Linked DNA regions of Arachis hypogaea: region 1 is linked to region 2. Evidence: chromatin contacts called from public Hi-C data. All regions are on one chromosome and are shown on one strand. The core of a region is the stretch at or near the end of the contact, and the rest is flanking DNA. Distances in the headings are between cores, read along the strand shown. Region 1 holds the start of LOC112743571 (probable WRKY transcription factor 49). Region 2 holds the start of LOC112743566 (laccase-2).

Evidence for each region. A called contact is a pair of places that touch in the nucleus more often than the background predicts.
Region 1: a contact with region 2 is called in a Hi-C map of an unstated tissue, with 5 times the contacts expected there. The contact joins the promoter of LOC112743571 here to the promoter of LOC112743566 in region 2. A contact is called at or near these places in 2 of 8 Hi-C or Micro-C datasets (leaf and an unstated tissue).

What each region holds. Positions count from the first base shown.
Region 1 is chr14:100,270,458-100,273,813 of arahy.Tifrunner.gnm2.J5K5, forward strand. LOC112743571 (probable WRKY transcription factor 49) reads left to right here and starts at 2,081. Exons shown (of 3, transcript XM_025792836.3): 1 at 2,081-2,569; 2 at 2,658-2,801. The coding sequence starts at 2,187.
Region 2 is chr14:99,827,967-99,831,427 of arahy.Tifrunner.gnm2.J5K5, forward strand. It overlaps LOC112743566 (laccase-2), which reads right to left and starts at 1,591. Exons shown (of 6, transcript XM_025792827.2): 1 at 1,395-1,591; 2 at 1,121-1,272; 3 at 631-875. The coding sequence starts at 1,511.

The sequences.
Region 1 (3,356 bases), core at 831-3,330, 440 kb after region 2:
TAGTCTCGTCGTCTTTTAAGGATAATTATTAATCTTTTTTTATTTTTTGTTACTTTTTTCAAATGCATTGTCGAAATTTACAGTATAAAACAAAAAAATATTAGTAATTTTTAAATTATTTTGACTTATAAAAATTAAATAAAAAATATATTAATGATTAACGAATTATATAAGTATATTTTAGAAAAAAATCATTAATAAAAAGACTAACTAATCTCACAAAATTAATTATTAGAAACCAAAATGCATTTTTTTTTTCAAGAAATGGGGATTAATATTCACCTTTATTATCATATAAGAATTTTGAATGAACTAGCTAGTAACCTATACTCCAATAATAACTATCCTAATTAATCTTATTACTTTATCCATAGGGGAATCTTTACTTTAGTAAGTAACCTACCACTTTATACTCCAAAAAGAAAAAAAAATGTAACCTACCAATTCATCTATAACAGCAAATTAAATAATGCAAGCTCATCACCTACCCGGATTAAATATTTAAATATTTAATTTGTGCTGAAAAAAGAAGGAATTGAAAGTTAGTCACAGGACTACAGGAGTCAAATAGCATCTTAAAAAATAATCACCGAAATATTTTGAAGGTATATGACTAATAAATCTTTAAGGTTGACTCTTGCCTTGGGTTGAAATTGGGTTGTCAACTAGCTCTTTGTCCATTGTGATGCATCTATCCCATCATATAACAGGACAAATAAACATTTAAATGAAAACACAGCCTGCACATAACAGTACCATAGATTATTTTTTTTTTGTTTTTCTTAAAAAAAAAAAGTCAAACCCACATCCAAAACGAGGGCACAGCAGGATATCTTGTTTGTATGGACTCCATCATTTCAATTCCCAAAAATAATCTAAAAGCACAGCCATATAATAGACCAAGTTACCTGTAACTATAAGTAAATTATTAAAGAGGTGAAAAAGAGACACTACAAGAAATCATGAAACGAGAAACCAAAATAAAGGGCACTGATGAAATTCAAATATTCAATGCTTGGATTCCATCTAGTAAATTACAATGTTACATATTCACGGTTGACATGGCCTCGTTTTTAGCCATATAGGTCTAAGAAATTCTAATAATTATGATAAATGTACGTAATCCCTATAAATTGTAATTTTTATTAAACTCGTTTTGATCTAATCAGTCATAAAAAAAGATCCAATAATTTGGTGAATCAACCAAGTCGAGTCATTAGCCAGACCAAGCTCGCAACAAAACCACCTTAGTTAAGTTCTTAGAGTGCTCCATTAAATGGATTATATTATTTATGTACTAAACTCAGTCACTAATATAAAATACATGTTAGAATATAAATATATATTAAAAATAAATTAAATTATGTATTTATACATAAATACATTGATGACTGATTTTAATAGTTAATTTTAGTGTACAAATAATATTTTTGCCATTAAATAGGCTGCATATATATCAAAACAGTTTTTGAAATTTAATTATTGTATCAATTATATTTTTAAAATTGATAAAAATATTTTATGTTAGTATCTTTATCTTTTGTTATCGAGTGACTAATCATTCTATTAGAAACTAATGTGATTTATTTTTATCAATTTCAAAGACATAATTAGTATTATTAAAATTTTAAAAATTATTTTAATATATATAACTAATTTTAAGGATCACTTTAAAAATTAATTTGACCTATTGATTTGGCCAAGTTTAATTAAAATTAATGATTTGTAGGGTTCGAATAATTCATATCGAATCATGTATATTTTATGTTAAAGGAAATTTAATCAAAATATAATTGTTGAGTGTTAAACCTAATATATTTAAGATAAGTGTTTATTCTTTGTGAGTAAAATCTTCAACACTAGTTTAAAATGCTCCAATAAAAAAGGTATTTGTAACTTTTCTTTAAAAAAAAAACAAAGAAAGAAATGGCCCCATGATGAAAAATATGATGGTGACAGCATTTGGAAATTGATTAGAAATATTGTCCAAGGAAGTCAAAGTAGAATACATACAAAAAACAGCCACAACACCTCCCCTTACTTTAAAGTCAAATAGGGGGATTATACGTCACAACAACCTGCCTCATCTGCTCCACTCTTAAATTTCCTATCCTTCTTTCTCTTTCTTCATTATTCATACCCTCCTCTTCTTAGTTTCCAAAGTCCAAATTCCTAATAAATAATAAATGGTTGAGTCAACAACAAATGCATTGATGACGATGATGATGGAGGAGGAGGAAGTCATACTAATGTCTTCTAATTCTAATTCCAATTCTTCTTGTTCAGAAGGGTCAGAGGATGATGACCTTGTTAAAGAGCTTTTAGATGATGCCACTCCTCTTCTTCTTCCGCCTTCGGACCACTACAACTCAATAATAAGGCCGCCGCCTTCTTATTTTTCAAATACCGATGATGGTGACGGTGATGATTATGACCACGCCATTAACAGGTTCATATCCAACATTTACTCAGGTCCTACAATCTCAGACTTTGAAAATGCTTTGTCAGTGATCAATAATAGTGACAACCACCCAAGCGATCAGCATTTGGAACACCTCTCATCAGCAAGGTATATTTAATTTGTATTCATCAATAGAACTAATGTAGTGTTAACTTTGTGAATTGGACTCCAATTTTTTATGAATATGTTGTTTCAGGGTTTCCATATTGGAAAGGGGTTTGAGTAAAATTGAGAACAAGTATACGCTCAAATTCAAGTGCTTTGGCAATGGGATGGGTGATGATGGATATAAGTGGAGGAAGTATGGTCAAAAATCTATTAAGAATAGCCCAAATCCTAGGTAATACTGATTCTTTCTTCTACGTATTTATTTGATTTTTTTTGTGATACACCAAAAATGAGCATTATTCACGTGGAAAAGTATAGGTAGATAATAAAAATATTAAATAATATGAACAATGAATATATCGGATGTTCAATTCACTAGGTGTGCAAATAGTTATTCTAACACTAAAATTTAGGTGAGTAAGTTAGAGTGTAGTATATTTTACTTCAGAACCAATTTTAAAGCCCGTTATTTATGTTGTTCAAAAAAGTCATTGATTACCTAGCATAATTTCATTCACATTTGGGTTCCTCTGTTTAACTTAACACATTGCACAGAATTTATGCATTCTTAAAATTCTTTGTTGAAACAGAACTAGTTATTCCAATTTCCAATTTCCATCTCTTGCAAAGCTCATTTCATAAGCTACTCCAACAAAAAATTGAACACGATATACATTGCCAGTGCCAGAAAGCATGTTAGTTATAGTCAGATTTACTATTAGGATATATATATATATATATATATAATTTGGTAACTTTTGTTACACAATTAACCATTACAATTGTT
Region 2 (3,461 bases), core at 341-2,840:
TTAATAATTATATTCTTAAACAAAAAAAAAGAAAATAATTATACAATTTTGCTACCGTATTTCTATCAATTTCTCTCAACCAATTTCTGTTAACTCTTGTTTATGACTATTTTTAATGGAAGTATCTTTCTAGATGTGTCTAATAAAAATATTTTTTTTATGGCTATGTCTAATAAAAATATCTTTATAATGTATTTTCTGAATATGTCTCCTTATATATGTGTTTAAAATATAATAATTAATTATTATTAACAATAAATTGACAAATAGTATATTGATATTCATACTTTTCTATAATTATATTACACGACAATAAAAAATTAATGTAAATTTAACTAGATCTTGAATTCTTGATACATTAATTATTTAAATATATCATAAAAAAAAGTGACGTTTATTTTAAAATCCTCCATTTTAAATAAATATCACTTCGACTTTTTTTGATATATTTAAAAATTAATGTATATAAATTTAAAATAGTTCTAAATTCAGATACCTTAATTTTTAATGTATTATAACAATAAAAGCGACTCTTAGTTTAAAATAGAGGGAGTTGGTTAGAATATATGATTTTTCAAATAATAGATATAAAATACATATATGAGTGGTGTGATGCTATATAAATAATACCGAAAATGATAGGGATTTCCTTATGTGGTTTCTCAAACGGATAAGGGTCTTTATGCTTAGGGAGGATTATGATGGGTCCATAAATGGTAGCTCTAAGCCATGAAATGTGAGCATGCCAAAGAAGGGTTCCCCTTTGGCCAGTAATGGTAAAATTGTATGTGTAGGACTGATTGCTTTGTATGGGACACTGTGTCACATATGCTGGTCCATCTGCCCAACCACTTGTTATCTGCCGAATCCCATGCCTGCAAAATTAAACTCGTGTGTAGTTTTAAATTAGAGTTATAATTATGAGTGCATTTGTACTTATGCTCTAATTATATGTATGTAATGGTGGCAGTTAGAGTCATTATGATATTATTACAAATAATGTAATGGGCATCATCCCAGTTCACAATAGCAATATTAGAAGAGTCGCAACTGTTGTTTTAATTAATCAGGAATTTGGGTTGGCTTCAAAATAAACAATGAGAACACAAAGCAAACATACCAATGAATGGTTACATTGTTGGAGACATGGTTAACCACCTTAACCAACACCCTATCACCTTCCCTTGCCACTAATGGTTGTCCTGGGAATTTCCCATTCACACTCAGAATAGTCCTTGTGTGACACAATCTTGTGACGTTCAAATACTCAATCTTCACATGGAAAAGGGTAGCATAAAAAATTAGTATGGTATAGTGATGAATAAAATAATGCAATTGATAGAAAGAACTAATAAACTTTCAGAAGCTAAGCATGAGTTTGTTAAATATTGTACATTGAATGTATAGTGCCTTGTTATGCCAACTGCAAACTCAGAAAATAAAGTTACAACCCAAAAACCAAAGACAAGAACTCTCATAGATGCAAATGATGGGAGGTGGAGAAAGTCCATTATGCAATTTCTTGTGTATGTGTTTTATGGTTGGGATGACTGAGTTCACTTCCGACTTCATATATATAGAGAGGATATTCCAAAAATAATGAGACACTTTAATTTGATCTTTGTTGTTATTTATTTATTTATTTTTGTTTTGTGGTGGTAATGTCTGGTAGACATAACTTTAGGTCTAGCTGAATTTTAGAGTGGATGTGAAGTAATAATTTTGAGGTGCATGCCATCCAGTACTTAAGATTTTTGATATCACAATGACTCTTATAACATTGGATGAGTGTATACACGGTCTTGTCTCCAAAAACAATATATAACATAAAAAGTTTGCTTCTAGTGTAAAGACTAATTAAGTGCTTAACGTGGATGCACTTGGATGCACCGTCCTTGTACAATAACTTAATACCGTTCATTTTGATTTTAGTGAGAATAAAAATAGTCGTTAAAAAATATTTTAATGACAATTTAATATTAATTATTTTATATTCTATATTTAAAAAATTTTAATAATCATAAAAAATATATAATAATTATTATAATATATATAATAATAATAATAAATATATAATTATTGTAAAAATATAAATTAAATAAGTTCTATAATAATTATTATATGGTGAATTCTATTTAACTCTCTAAATTAAAGAGTAAGTTACTCTTTATGACATGTCTTTTTATTATTAAATGAAATAAATTGACTTATCATGGTTAATTTTAACTTTTAATCTAGTCTAAATTTTGTTAAATTAATTAATTTATCATGATGTAACTTTTTTTTCAAATTATAATATCAAAATTTTTTCTTTTTCTTTCTTAAATTTTTTGAAAAAAATAATAAAATAAGTTACAAAATTGATTTTAGAGATTTTTATTTTTTTTTAAATTATACATTTATTAATCAATTTTACACAATTCTTGTTTTATTAATAAAATTTTAGAGATTTTGTGATTTTGATGGTTTAGGAGTGCTTTAGTATGAGCTATTAGTGAGTTCCATCCCAATTTTCCAGTAGATAAGGTAAGAATTCACTAAACCCTTGTGATTTATCAAATTTTATGAATCCTAAGTTGATATATGTGTGAAATTAGTTACACTAGAGTTGTTGGGTGATTTTGGTACACATTAGGACCTTGATTTTGGCTTGCGAAGCTTTTGGATAAACCTCGCTTGTTTGGAGCATGGGTGTCATTGAGAAGAAAACCCAAGTGTTAGGTGTGAACCGTCATCATGAAGGTACGGTTTAAATTTCATTTAAGTATCATGTAATGTGACATGAAATCCTAGGCTAGGTACCCCTAGGAATAATATTGAATTGTGCGATTGGATAGAAATTAAATGTGGTAATTGTGAATTGAGATGTGACTACTTGTATGAGAATGTAGTATGAATTAATGATTAAAATTATGAATTGATGAATTGTTGAATTATTAAGTTGATCGGATAAATGAATGTTGGGCCGGAGGATGTGAATTTGGGCCGAAGGCCATGAAAGATAAGTTTGGTAAGTGATGAATGTATTGAATGTTGATGCATGAGCTTGAAATGGTGATTATGGAATTGAGTATGTAGATATTGGTAATGATTTGTTAGAATAACAGAATTGAGGATTTGAGATGAGAAGTTGATGATTTAGAGTTGCAATGTATGGATTGAGTAGGTTCGAACTTGATTGACTGTAAATGATTGAATTTGATGGTTTGGGGATCATTTTGTTGAGTGTAAATTGAGGTGGCTTGTGAAACTTTGGAAAGATTGGTAAGTTCTGTTTTTAGTCAAAAACTAATTTTCGACCAATTTTGGCAGATCATAACTTGGTCCTCGGAGCTGAAAATTCAATGAAAGTAAATTTTTATGAAATTTATTTAATAATATTTTCAATGGTTCAAGAATGGTTGAAAATAATTTTTGTACAAAAAGATATAAAAGTATGAAAACTGGTTGAAAAAATGAAT